2 separate regions of the Zea mays genome follow, and region 1 is linked to region 2. Evidence: chromatin contacts called from public Hi-C data. All regions are on one chromosome and are shown on one strand. Each heading gives the region's core, a stretch centred on a gene start, on an enhancer-like site or on the middle of the called end of the contact. The rest is flanking DNA. Distances are from core to core; before and after follow the strand shown. Region 1 holds the start of LOC103640507 (putative disease resistance protein At5g47280). Region 2 has its middle 120 kb from the start of LOC118476071.

What was found. A called contact is a pair of places that touch in the nucleus more often than the background predicts.
Region 1: a contact with region 2 is called in a Hi-C map of bundle sheath, with 4 times the contacts expected there. The contact joins the promoter of LOC103640507 here to the enhancer-like site in region 2. A contact is called at or near these places in 12 of 25 Hi-C or Micro-C datasets (bundle sheath, ear, endosperm and 5 more) and 2 of 3 datasets of contacts at active chromatin or transcription factors (leaf and seedling).

Annotation. Positions count from the first base shown.
Region 1 is chr1:167,982,275-167,988,956 of Zm-B73-REFERENCE-NAM-5.0, reverse strand. LOC103640507 (putative disease resistance protein At5g47280) reads right to left here and starts at 1,711. Exons shown (of 4, transcript XM_008663275.4): 1 at 666-1,711. The coding sequence starts at 1,479.
Region 2 is chr1:167,848,310-167,855,079 of Zm-B73-REFERENCE-NAM-5.0, reverse strand. No RefSeq gene overlaps it. Among protein-coding and RNA genes, the nearest start is that of LOC118476071, 120 kb to the right of the region's middle. Within about 2 kb of position 3,894, at least 19 of the 20 cell types and tissues checked have an H3K27ac peak or open chromatin away from gene starts, as enhancers often do. A contact at or near this core is called in bundle sheath, ear, endosperm and 5 more, where this site is marked.

The DNA of each region.
Region 1 (6,682 bases), core at 462-2,961, 140 kb before region 2:
AGTGGATTGGGGTGTAAATTAGTTTAAGTTACACCTTAATCCACCTCAATATATATAGATTATGGTCAATACTAGAGTACCTAAACTAGGTCTAAATCAACATCGTCATCCCAATTCCTTGCACTGAAAGGAGATCCTAAAATTAGCACAGCTCCAGATTTTTTTTTCTTCAAAAAAGCAGGTTACTTGGATCTGAATTGGGTTTATTCTATGTGAAATAGATTTGATTAGTCTCATGTGCGGTTCGTTAAGCAGATACGTATCTTGATTTAAGATTAAGTAGCCACCATGGTCCATGAACACGACACGATAAGGTTACTCAAGTCCAAGCATGGTAATTCACAAAAGCAATCTGAAACCCCATCACAACAGTACAGTTGTCACTAGCTGGTGGTCAAAGCGCCAAATTTGACCGAACATGTGGTTTGGGGAAAAACGAAAGCATCAACCTCGCCTTTACCTAATTGCACGACACGCACGCAAACCAACCACCTACGATGCTATGCCGCCAATTTGGAGAATTTAGCACCCACTATTCATGGGGAAGATGCAATTTTTGCAGGGAAGGACAGGACGATTCCTGTGAAAGACGCGACCTTTGCACAGGATTTGGAAAGAACTGAAGGAAAAGAAGGTTTGGATCTGGTGGTCGATGTTCTGCTTACCTCGGACCTTGTGATCCCTGAAGACCTCCATGGCGAGCGTGGTCTTGCCGCTGCCGCCCATGCCGGAGATCCCGACCACCTCCCAGCTGCCGCCGCCGCTCATAACCATCTCCTTCACCTTTTCCTTGGCCACCTTGACGCCGCCGCCAACCATCCCCTCCGCGTCTTCGTGTCCGTCGGCGATGTCCATGGCCATCACCCCGGCTTTGGCGGGCGCCGCCTTCGCCGGCACCGGCTCCGACATAGCCATGCCCTTGTGCTGCGGCACCTCCTTCGTCATAGCGACGAAGGCGGGCTTAGCGAGCGGCGCCTCCATCGGCATGGGCACGCCCTTGTGCGGCGGCGGCGCGACGGGGACGGAGAGGGCGGGGGGCGGCGGCTGCGCGGTGGCGGCGGCGATCTCCTCGACGCGGCGCTCGAGGCGACCGATGCGCGCGTCGGCCTCGTCGCGGAGCCTGCGCACGCCGCCGATGACGTGCGCGGGGGCGTGGCGCTCCAGCCAGCGCGCGATGCCGCGGTCGGCCGCCTCCATCCGGCGCGACAGCTGCGCGGCGCGGTAGACGTTCCAGCGCGGGGACGCGGCGGCGCGGCGCGCCAGGTCGAGCGCCTCCCTGACCCGCGCCGCGAGCTCGCCGAGCTCCCCCGCGGAGCGCTGGGTGCTGTGCGGGCCGAGGCCCTGGACGAGCGGCAGCAGCGGCTCGACGCTCCGGCGCAGGCGCTCGGCGGTGGAGCGGCAGAACAGGGTGCCCTGCACCGCGTGCAGCACCTCCCGCAGGGCCTCGCCGGCCAGCTGGTCGAGCAGCATCCGGTCCATGGTCGCCGCCGCTAGCAGGTGAGACCGAGCTCCTCGTCGATCGCCTTCCTCTACCTCTATTCTCTGTCGCCGCCCTCGGCTCCTGCTCCTGCTCCTGCTCCTTCTCCTGCTTGCGTGTGCTTGGTGGAGGGAGTTGTTCAGCTGGGTCTGGGTGAGTGAGGGGTCGCCATCGGCGTGGTGGAGGAGGCGGCCGCCGCGTGTGGTTTCGCGCGGCGGGGAGTGGAAAGGAGGAGATTAGTTATAGGGAGGCGGGAGAGTGCGAGACGGCGGTTTGGGGGTCAACCTCCGCGGTGAAGGGTCGCCGCCCACTGGAGTTCAGATCTGAGGAGCTCTCCGTCACTGACACCGCTGGCGCCCACGTGGGGCCATCCCGCCGTGTCGACACCGCTAGTGGTCACCAGAATGAAACCTCAGCTCCCTCACTTAACCAGTAGACCTGAGCTACCTTGGTTTACTTTGGAAAAAGAATGAAAAAAGGGGCACTAGTAGTGCCTTCATGTTTTTATATCATCATAAAATGTGATTGAATTATACATGTCAAACGCCCTTTATTAAACTGCATAGTACACTTAGGTTAGCATCCATCTCACATGCATACTGAGTCGTTGGCAAAATCCAGCATGGAGTCCACTGTCCACATGCATCTTCCCCTCCCTCATTCTCTCCCTTAACCTCTCAACCTCAACCACAGGAGAAATGAAAACCCATGTGATCAAAGATTTCAACGCCTTGAGAGTCTTGGAGATGTATCTTAGAGAGTCCTTGTCTGGTTAATGATTCGTGGAGAGTACATTTGACACTTGACAGCCAAATAGTCTTTGTAGGGTTGGGAATCCATGTAGCAGATGGTACAAGGTGACATTAGCTTTGCAAGATTAGATTGGTAGTTGCCACCTTGTTAGCCACCCAACATGGCCTTTTATTCGCATGATCGCTCACTATTAGGTTGACCATCCATTATGAAAATCGCTAGCGATGACACCGGGTATCAAATCACCGTAGTTATTTGTATATTCCATGTTTAAAAGAGCAAAACATTCAAGTTTTTGTCTAAACTTATGTATATGTATGTAAAAAAATACATATATCTATATTACCAAATAAACATTATTAGATTATCCTGGAACATATTTTTGCAGTACACTATTTCGGAGAAAAATATGGACAAATTTATTAGTCAACCTTAAGTTTATTTGACTTAGGACAAAATATTACCATGACAATGTCTTGTGGACAAAGGGAGTCGGTGTTATACAGATAATCTATAATTTAGCCACTTACCTAAAAGGCCCTTATAGTTGATCAAAAGCTCATATAATCCTTTCATGAATGACAAAATACTCACGGCAATGATTAAACTCGAGAAAAAATTAAATAAATATTGAGTTGTTGAGAAGATGATGCCTGAAGCATTGGTAGTTGTTTAATTTATTGTTTTTTCCTTGCTGGCGGGTGCATGCTTGAGTACATCTCTGGTATGGACGATTTTTTATATGGGCGTCAGCCACAGCACTCGATCGTAGCTATTTGAGCAATTAAATGAGCACCGCCAAACTTTATTCATTTATTCATCACACTGCACGGACTATGATTATTTATGAGATATCCAGAACTCTAGCCCGGCACCTTGTTTTCAAACCTGTACCTTCTTGTATATTTCAGTATAAATTCAACAAACTACGGGAGCAGCTTTGAAGCCAAACGAGTACACATAGTTGTACACGTACCTGCTCATCACTGTTGGTGGTGAAGAGTTTTTCATGCGGTCAAACATGTTCTTGGCGTTTTTTTAATACCATGCACTAAATAAACCATAGGGCCTACGTGCGACATGCGGGCAGCCATTGAATTCAGATCTAACGGACCAAAAGGCTCGCTTATAAGGATAAAAGTTGGATGAGAAAATCTAGAATCGACCGTTATCGTATAACTGATTTTATTAGTTTTGTTCGGATTATTTTCGATCCCGATTTAAAAAAACAAAAACATGATGTAAAAACGGTAAACGAAAACGAAAATTGTAGAGTTGTTTTCCCAACTCTTTAGCTGGGACCCCTTTTTAATCGGGATGATCCCGTGATGTATTCCGTATTTGTAATTCGGAAACAACTCCATTCGTCATGATCCAGAAATGAAGTAATCAACTTATGTGCTATAGTTAACTATGTGTGCTACAGATTTATGGAGCTTTTTATCTAAGACTTGTGTTTGCCATTTTTTATTTGTTGTTAAGTTATGAACATATGGTTTTATGGTGTGATTTTACCGATCTAAAATATCGGTTCCCATTCGATTTCAGCATTTACCCGACCGAATTTTATCGTGTTTCGATTTTCGTATTCATCCCATTCGTTTTCGTTTCTGATATATCCTATTTTCGTTTTCGTCCCGCAAAATAAATATGAAAATAAAAACGGTAGAGGTGTTTTTCCGACTATTCCCGACCACTTTCATCCCCTACTTGCTTGCACTCTTACCCCTAATGACTGCTTGACTGCTTGTATAGTAGTCATTGACGTTGCCTTGTTGGTCTAGCTTATAAGTAACCATTTGTAGGATTATAAATACCCATGTTTGGTATTATCTGGATGTCGTCGGATGCATGATCGATTTAGATGAAATTTAATTCAAGTCCCTTTGTCGTCCTGTTGTACCTCCTCCGCCGTCCTACGGGTGCCTCCTCCCAGTGAATAACATTAAAGTGTTTCCATACTGCACCATCGGATGCGTGCACCATCTTGTCAGGATTGTTTGACCCATTTAGATGAATTTAGACCAATATCATCAAAAACCTCCCTTTGGGAAAATCCCCGGGTCCTGATGGGTTTAATTCGGATTTTATAAAGAAATGTTGGCCCACCATTTGCGAGGATTTCTATGACCTATGCAATGGGGTTTATGATCACAAGATCTGTCTCTAGAGCATTAATAGATCATTCATCACGTTAATTCCCAAAAAGGATAATCCAGTTTCGGTCAATGATTCCAGACCCATCTCGCTTCTAAATTCCTCTGCCAATTTGATCACTAAAATCTTGGTAGACAGGTGAAAGGGAAATAATCTCAAACATTTTCTATAATCGATTTTGGTGTTTGACGACCATCACAAACCTTTTGGACTAACCAGTTTGCCTAGTTGATAATTTCACAGGTGCATAAATTCATCTACAACCATTCTAAGTCGACTGTCCGGAATACCGTAGATTATTCCGGACAGGAGAAGTTTTTTTGGAAAAACACCTAAGCGCGGACCGTCCGGGCCCTTGCGGCAGACCGTCCGCGACACCAAAGTGAGCCTCAGACAGGAACACTACATAAACGCAAGTCAACACTACGGACTGTCCGATGGAGAAGCGAGCACCGTCCGAGACCAAGCGCGGACCGTTCGGCCTCAGGCCCGGACCATCCGGTCGGTGAAAACCAGAAAAACCCAAAGGTGACGGGTTCGGTAAAATGTATTTTTAGCATCCTCGCAGACCGTCCGTGGTGCACGATCGGACCATCCACGACTGCTTTATCTGACATCTGACGACACATTTAATGCAAAGTAGCCGTTGATATATCCGTTACTGCTGACCGTTGCGATTTTAGCCGTTGATGTGCAGGGGCGGACCGTCCGCGGTCGGAAGAAAGGGAAAGGGTTGAAAGAGACCCGGTCTTTGTGACCACCTCAACGGGGACTAGATTCTTTGGAACCGAACCTCGATAAAACAAATCACCATGTTCATCCGCTTTATTTCTTGGTTGATTTGTTTTCCCTCTCTTTCGGACTCGGATTTAATTCTAACGCTAACCCCGGCTTGTAGTGTGTGCTTAAGTTTGTAAAGTTCAGATTCCGCCTATCCACCCCCTCTAGGCGACTTTCAATTGGTATCAAAGTCCGGTACTTCATTAGAGTCTAACCACTCGAAGTGATGTCGGGAGGATCCACCAAGAGGGAGATGTAAACGGGCACAAGGCACAGGAAGGCTCCATCAAGGGAGTCCGGCGCCAAAGGAAGGGAGGAATCACCTCCCCGTGTCAAGTCGCATCGGAGTGGCGACAAGAAGAAAAAGATGAAGAAAGTGGATTACTACGAGATCGACTCTTCGTCGCCCTCCACCTCCGGCTCCGACGCGTCGTCCGTCACTTCTAAGCGCCATGAGTGCAAGAAGTTTAGTAAGATCCCCCTACGCTATCCTCACATTTCTAACCACACTCCTTTACTTTCCATTCCATTAGGCAAACCACCGGTTTTTTATGGTGAAGATTATTCTATGTGGAGTGTTAAAATGAAAGGTCATCTAACCTCACTCCACAAAAGCATATGGGATGTTTTTGAGTATGGAGCGCAGGTACCACAGGTAGGGGATAAGGACTATGATTCGGACGAGGCCGACCAAATACTGCACTTTAACTCCCAAGCAACAACTATACTCCTTGCCTCTTTAAGTCGAGAGGAGTATAACAAAGTGCACGGGTTAGAGACTGCCAAAGATATTTAGGACGTCCTCAAGACCGCACACGAAGGGGACGAGGTGACCAAGATCACCAAAAGGGAGACGATCGAGGGAGAGCTCGGTCGATTCGTCCTCAACCATGGGGAAGAGCCGCAAGCCATGTACAACCGGCTAAAGACCATGGTGAATCAAGTGCACAACCTCGGGAGCACCAAATGGGATGACCATGAAATGGTCAAGGTTATTCTAAGATCACTCGTTTTTCGCAATCCTACACAAGTTCAATTAATTCGTGGTGATCCTAGATATAAGCTAATGTCTCCCGAGGAGGTTATAGGAAAGTTTGTGAGCTTTGAGTTGATGATCAAAGGCTCCAAACAAATTGTCAACTTGGAGCAAGGCAGTACCTCCACACCCGAGGTGCAACCCGTCGCATTCAAAGCGACGGAAGAGAAGAAAGAAGAGTATGCATCAAGTAGGCTCCCCATCGACGCCTCCAAGCTCGACAACGAGGAAATGGCGCTCTTCATTAGGAGCTTCCGCCAAATCCTCAAGCAAGGGGGGGGAGGACTACTAACCCTGCTCCAAAAGGGTGTGCTACAAGTGTGGTAAGCCCGGTCATTTCATTGCTAAATGTCCTATATCTAGTGATAGTGACAGGGGCGACGACAAGAGAGAGAAGAAAAAGGAGAAGAGATATTACAAGAAGAAGGGCGACGATGCCCATGTGTGTCGGGAATGGGACTCCGACATGAGCTCCACCG
Region 2 (6,770 bases), core at 2,645-5,144:
TACGGGCGTGCCATCGATCGCCCCGCGAGAGAGAAAGAAACGCGATGTTACCCGTCGAGGAGAGAAATAGAGAGCAAACTTGGAGTGCCGGGGAGGAGTTCGCCCGGGTTCTCGACGCCCGTGGCGACTGCGGCGCTCCCCGTACCGTGGGCGGCGTCCTCTGCGGCATCAGGTTTGGGCGCCGGAACTCGCCTTGAAAGAACACCGTCGCGCAGTCATTCTCTGGGAGCAGCCTCTAAACGCTGGTAAGGGCAAGTCCCTATAGTTCGTCTTCGTTTGCATTATGCATAGGAAGTTACCCGCGCCCCAATCCATAACCAGGGACAGTTAGTCGCTAGCTCGCCGGCGTGGCAGGTCATTGCCCGTCATCGGCGATGTCGCGGTCAGGGCCTACCGGGTGAATTCGCAACGGGAGGTAGATGACGATGTTGGGATCGTTGGATCCTGTTTGGACGACCGGGATTAGAGATTGGACGGCAATAGGACGACTTCGGATCGGGACCGTCCGTTGGTAACTGACGGTTAGATCCGGCCCCACGTTCCAACCCGCGTATCGGCCGTGGGCCGTTGGATGCAGATCCGAGGGTGCTTGTGAGATACCGGTTTGTTTTGAGTAGAGAACTAATCTACGCCGTTGGCTGCTAATCGGGCGGCCGATATCACGCTGAAAGTGCATTCATCCCTTTTGTGAGTTTTGGTGATTTAGATAACAACATATTTAAAGGTCTAACGAGTTTGCTAAGTGTTGAACAAGAAATTCAGTATGATGAACATACTTGAATAGTGTATAATGATCAGTGAACAAAGGTTCAATACGAGGTTAAATAACCAATGAGACAATGAAAATGGATATAATATGATCTCTATATTGTTTGAATATATGGACAAGGCCTGAGAAATCACTACATACATATGGTCAGAATAGAGGATGAAGTGATTAAGAGGATTGGTCAAGCCAAAGTGAATAAGATATGAGGAATCGTGAATTGGCTTGACCATATTACTATCAGTTCATATATGCTTCTATGAGAATCAAACTAGAGCTTGATTGATCTTAACGGTTATATCTAGAAGACATTCAAGCAAGGTTCACAATATTGAAGAAATGATTCTCTCAATGGATGCTCAATATGATGTGACTCAAGAATGGCTTGATAGGGTGAAGATAGCAAGGAAAGGGCTTCGAGGAACTAAGCGAAGGTGGAGGCCAAGCGACGGCTTGTGGACCGAGGTACTATGGCTAAGGTGAAGAAGAGAGTACTTGCACTATAAGTCGATGAACTAATCAGCTATGAAGAGTTATAACATGTTGATGCATCAGTACGGTGACTTGAAGCCATGATTTAAACTCATATATGGTGATATGGTATAAGTCACAAGGTTTGAGTTGTGTTTGCTTCAAAAGGTGAGACAAAGATGTTTGTGATCCTTATGAAGCAACGCCATGGAGAAATCACACATGAGGCGCCAATTACTCAAGGAGTTTAGTTAATTATATTTTATTTAACTTGGGTATAGGAATCATCGTACTATAAAGGGATCCAAAAAGAAGGTTGGTGTTTGCCAAAGCTCAAGCATCTATATTCAGAAGCTATTTTTGAAAACCAAAAATCTCTTGAACGTTTTATGGTTGACAGTGGTTAGGTTTGAGAAACTGGGAGTGTTCTTGTTGAAAAACAGCTGCACTTCTTCAGCTGCAGTTGAGCTTTTCAGCTGAACTAAACTTCAGCTGAGTTGAGCTTCTTCAGCTGTAGTTGAGCTTTTTCAACTCTAGCTGAGCTTTCTCAACTCCAGCTGAACTTCAACTTCAACTGTGAACCTCTCTGACCATACACCAGTTGAACTTGCCTCTGGGTAGTTGAACTAGGGTTTTCTCTCCTGAACTTTCTGGTCAAGACCAGTTGAACTCGTTTTTCGGGGCAGTTCAACTGGTCTCTGACCCCTCTGACGTCTGACCAACAATCTGCCAGTCAGACTGGCGTACAGGTCGACAGAGTCGTTAGGGGCGGTTCAATCGCCCCCAGGGCGGTTCAATCGGTTTGGTCAACTTGGCTAGACTGCACAACAATCTGTCAGCCAGACTGGCAAGACTGACTGACAGGTCTGCCAAAGAGGTTCAACCGGTTTTCAAAAGAGGTTCAACCGAATAATTTTCGGCGTCATTATTGGAAAGCGCAGAAAATTAATATGACCAAAGAAAGTTTCTTGATTTTTTGTAGCGATGTAATTATGGTACAAAATGATCCAAAGTTTAAATTTATAAGTCGACTAAATATTTGAATTTTTGTGAGAGATCTGGGTAACGAATTTATGAAGCTCGCTAACTATATCCGTGTATTTGGTTTCTTAGATGTACGCGTCTAGGTCTGTGTCATCCGTTGACCGAGGAAGTGCACCTGCATGGTTGGTTGTATGATGGAGCTCTGAACTGCGCACACGGATACAAAGAAAGCCATTTTAGGAGACATGGGTTGCACCGCGGAGATGTGGGTAAGGTCCCGTATCCCACCATGTAGGTTTGGATGGGGCTACACGTCTGCATCGGGGAAACCAAACATATGGTATGTGAATATGGACTGTACGGAAACTACACAACCTAGCTACAGCCCGTTTGATGTTCGGCTTTTTTATTATGAGTTTTTTTTAGAATCGTTCTGGTTATGGACAGAATCTGGTTGCGGAGAGAATCTAAGTATCGTGGGGATTATATACGAAGTAAGGTGAAGTGGTCCATAGTGTTTAAGATATAGAAAGCGACGATTGCTCCTATCCCGATGACACGACTGATTTTCTGTTCACGTTGATTCTGAACGATTTTCACCAAAGTGATTCTCATCTTAACGGCTTAAAAAGCTGAACGTTTGGCAGTACAGTCGGCAAAGAAAGCTAAAACAACACCACCATAGTCACATGAAATAAGAGGAAATAAAATGGAAGACGAGAGAATTTTAAGCCACCAAATTGACCGAAAATAGTTCTATGAAAAAGTTCATGAGGATGTTAATGGGTGCATCTAGGACGATTACAGTCAAACATATAAATAAAATCCCCCTTTTTTAATAAAAAAAAGTATGCGAGACGGCGCCGAATATGTTTTGACGCTAGACGTAGGCTGTCGTATATCGAGCCACAGGCTTTTGAAGAAGATCCTCGTGACGTTACCAGTATCCCCGAGGAATATGATCAGATTATTCTGATAAAGTTACACCAGGCAAGAGAATTATTCTTTTTAAGGGTTAGTTTGAGAACTCCAATTTTACAAGAGATTCACAATTTTTCAAGAAAAAATGAACTAGTTTTCCTTTGAAAAATAGATTTTTTAAAAAAAATAGAAATAGATTGTAAAACTAGCTCTAAAGTAGATGGGAAAAAATATACATGAGATGAGCACCTCTCGCTCTCAGTAAGAGATGCTGAGGCGAATGGTTGACGTGGTGCATTGTATTGGCCCGGTATAGAGGCAGCCTGGTGGGCCGGGTGGTGGTGGTGTGAGCGACAGCGGCTGTCACTGTCGCTGTCACTACAGGGCCCCACATGCACGTCGTTTTCTTTTCTATTTCTTTTGCTTCCCGTAAACCCCACGTCGTTTTCTGGGTCTCTCTTCGCTCTCAGTTGAAGGCTAGCCTGCTGAAGGGTGCTTGCTTTTGTCTACCCAGTCAAGAACTCGAGAGGGTTATTCACACTGTCCTGTCCCTTCATCAGGCTCTCCATCCAAAATTAAAGCTAGCTGCTAGCTAGTAGACTTGAGCTGTTGAACACACAATTATTATATATACACCAATAAGACTTCATCGCTGATCTTCACCAGCATGAGCCTAGAACCCTAGCATATCCTGCCTGCAGTATCCCATGCATGCGCGCACCAGCTGGTGCGTGAAACCCTCGCTCCCAGGATGAGCCACGCGGGTCGAAAGCCAGCCATGTATCCTCTGCTAGTGCTGCAGCGAGATGCTGGCAGGATATGCTGTGCGTGTGCGTTGTGGAAAGAATCTACCCACGTTCATGGACGAGACATGGGTGCTTTGGTTTTTTCGACAGTGCCACAAGTGATCGAAAGCGTGCTGAAAATGAATCTATCTATCGGGGCTACAAGGACGTTTTTCAGTGGTGAGTGGTGCAATGCAAGAATCGACGGCATGCACATCACACACAAAAGCAGCCATGATCGATGAGAAGAGATGACTAGCTAGTGGAAACATCACTGTGTGAAACATGCTGCGTCGTCCTCCGGTTTTCAGAGTCCCGGCCGGCCCCCTTTGCATGTCTGAACCTTATAAAGTTGACATGAACTTTGAACCACCCCGCCCACCCCCCACCCTCAAAAAAAAAAAAACAAACAAACAAAACCAAAGCTGGATCAAGCAACCACCACGGCACACCACTGTTGCATGTCCATTACTCGCATGCATGCTGCACAAGCTGACGAGTGATACACATCTGTTCTGAACTTCTGATCCAGTGCACTGAATCTGGCCATGCATAGTACTATAGTACAATCGTCCTCAGAGATAAGTAAGGAGCTGCTGGTGCAATGCATGATGTGGTCATTATAATCGCAAGAGGCAGGATCAGCTAGCTGGCAACAAACATCTAGAAGCTCGCTCGCACACGTGCTGAATTCATCTGGCGGGAAAACAACAAGAGGGAGGCCGGCCGGCCGGCACCGCGCGCAAAAGGTGCATGGCTGCTGCTGGCCACCAAAGTCTTCTAAGCTTGGTAGCGACGTCAACCAACAGCTAGCGACTCGTTGCTTCCTCGATCTCTTGCGCCCCTGCGTGAATTAACCCTCTCTCTCCTCTCGTCTTGTATTATTGCTCTAAAGTCCGCGCACCTTGCAAATGGCATCTAACCGTAACGAAAAGATCCAATGGCGGCAACTGAGAGACAGCCACACAAGATGATGACTGGTGTTATTAGGCGCCCACGTGGCCACGTGATTGGATTTAGCTCGGCATTTTTTGGATTAATTATTTGCCACCAGAAAAATAAAATTTCAGTAGGCAATTCATCATTCGGAAAATAGGCAGATACCTGTCATCCAAAAAAAATATCCGGTGGCAGTTCGGAATGCACTAGATGAATTCACACGATGTGCTTTGTTGAGTGATTCAGATACTCCGCAGAGCCCAGAAAAACATTCGATAATCTCTTTGCTGAACGTGACTCTCGGCAAACAGGACTCGATGAAGCACCGTTAGGCCCGACGGATAATCGGGTCGTGCCCGCCCGGCCCGCCTGCCGCAGTCCAGGCACGACACGCCGGCAAATAGCAAAAAACTATACGTGAGTGAGGTTTTGAACCCATGACCTCCCTCTACAATTCAAGGAGGAAAACGCTAAATGGGAAAACACTAAATGAAGAAGACTAACCAGCAGAACTCTAGTGTATTTGTTGTAAATAGCAAATATAAAATATAAATATATATACCATGTTTTATAAAATGAAAAATATATAATCGTGCTGGGCCGGGCCGAGGCAGCGGCCCAAGCATGGCATGGCTCCCGGCCCGACACTATTAATGGTCGTGCTTCAGGCCGGCCCGTTAGGCACGGTCCATTTGGCCATCTATAGTAACGACTTCTTTGTCAATTACTTTTTATCGGACACTCGACAAAAGTCACCGTCACGGCGCTAAGCAACGTGACATAGTCTTTGTCGAGCGTCTGCTATATATGTTGGTATAGTACTCGGCAAAGAAGGCTCCAGTGAACTCCTTTTTGCCCGTCCCTTTTGACAGTAAAAATTGCACTTGCCAAAGCGACAAGCACTCGGCAAAGAGCCGAATCATGGTAGTATTAGGTGTTCAACTGGCTGGTGTATGCATCCAAACAGCTGGCAGAGCGTTTCTTTCAATCATGTCTTGTAAGATGAATCAGATTTGCTATGTGCAGAGCAAGAGACAATTTCCATGGTCAAAATTTTTACAATTCTAGGTGATAAGTATTAGGGTCTATTTGTTTAGAATTATACCTATCCAGATTATATAATCTGGACACATTATAATTCTAAACAAACAACCCCTTAGATTTTGTTTGGATACTCTAGTATTCATCTCAATCCACATGTATTAAGGTGGATTGGGGTATAAATTAGTTTAATTTACACCTCAATCCACCTCAATTAATCTGGACACATTATAATTCTAAACAAACAACCTCTTAGGTTTTGTTTAATTTACACCTCAATTCACCTCAATACATGTTAATTAGGTTTAATACTAGAGTATCCAAACAAGTTCATAGAGGGTAGTACAAGATCATTACGTTGCATCGTATTAATAGGGGTGGTAATGATCTCTAAATTTTACAATATAAAATTTAAGTATCGGATCGAATTAGAATCGGACTCTATTTCTATTAATTTTTAAATAAAAATAATTAAACACCCAAACTTGTTAGCGCGCACGGAAGCGGCGCCTCTTCTTCTCCCTGGGCTGTTATTGTCCCATTATCTGTAGAGACACATAGATGTGAGAGTTAAGTTCTATCTTATCTGGTTGTTAGGCGAGTTATGAAGAAGAAAACATATATTCACGTATAAGTAGGGGTGGTAATGGATTGTGATCCAAATAGTTCTTCACAAAATGTCAAAGCCCTAAATAAATTATAGCTCAAAAATGACTAGAAATAGAGCCCGATCCTAACCCGCTTTGATCCTTAAATCTTATAGTGCAAAATTTATAGCCCATTGTCAGCCCTACGTATAAGGCATGACGAAACTCACGACGTACATACCGAGTACATACCGATCACGTAGAGGCCGGTTAATA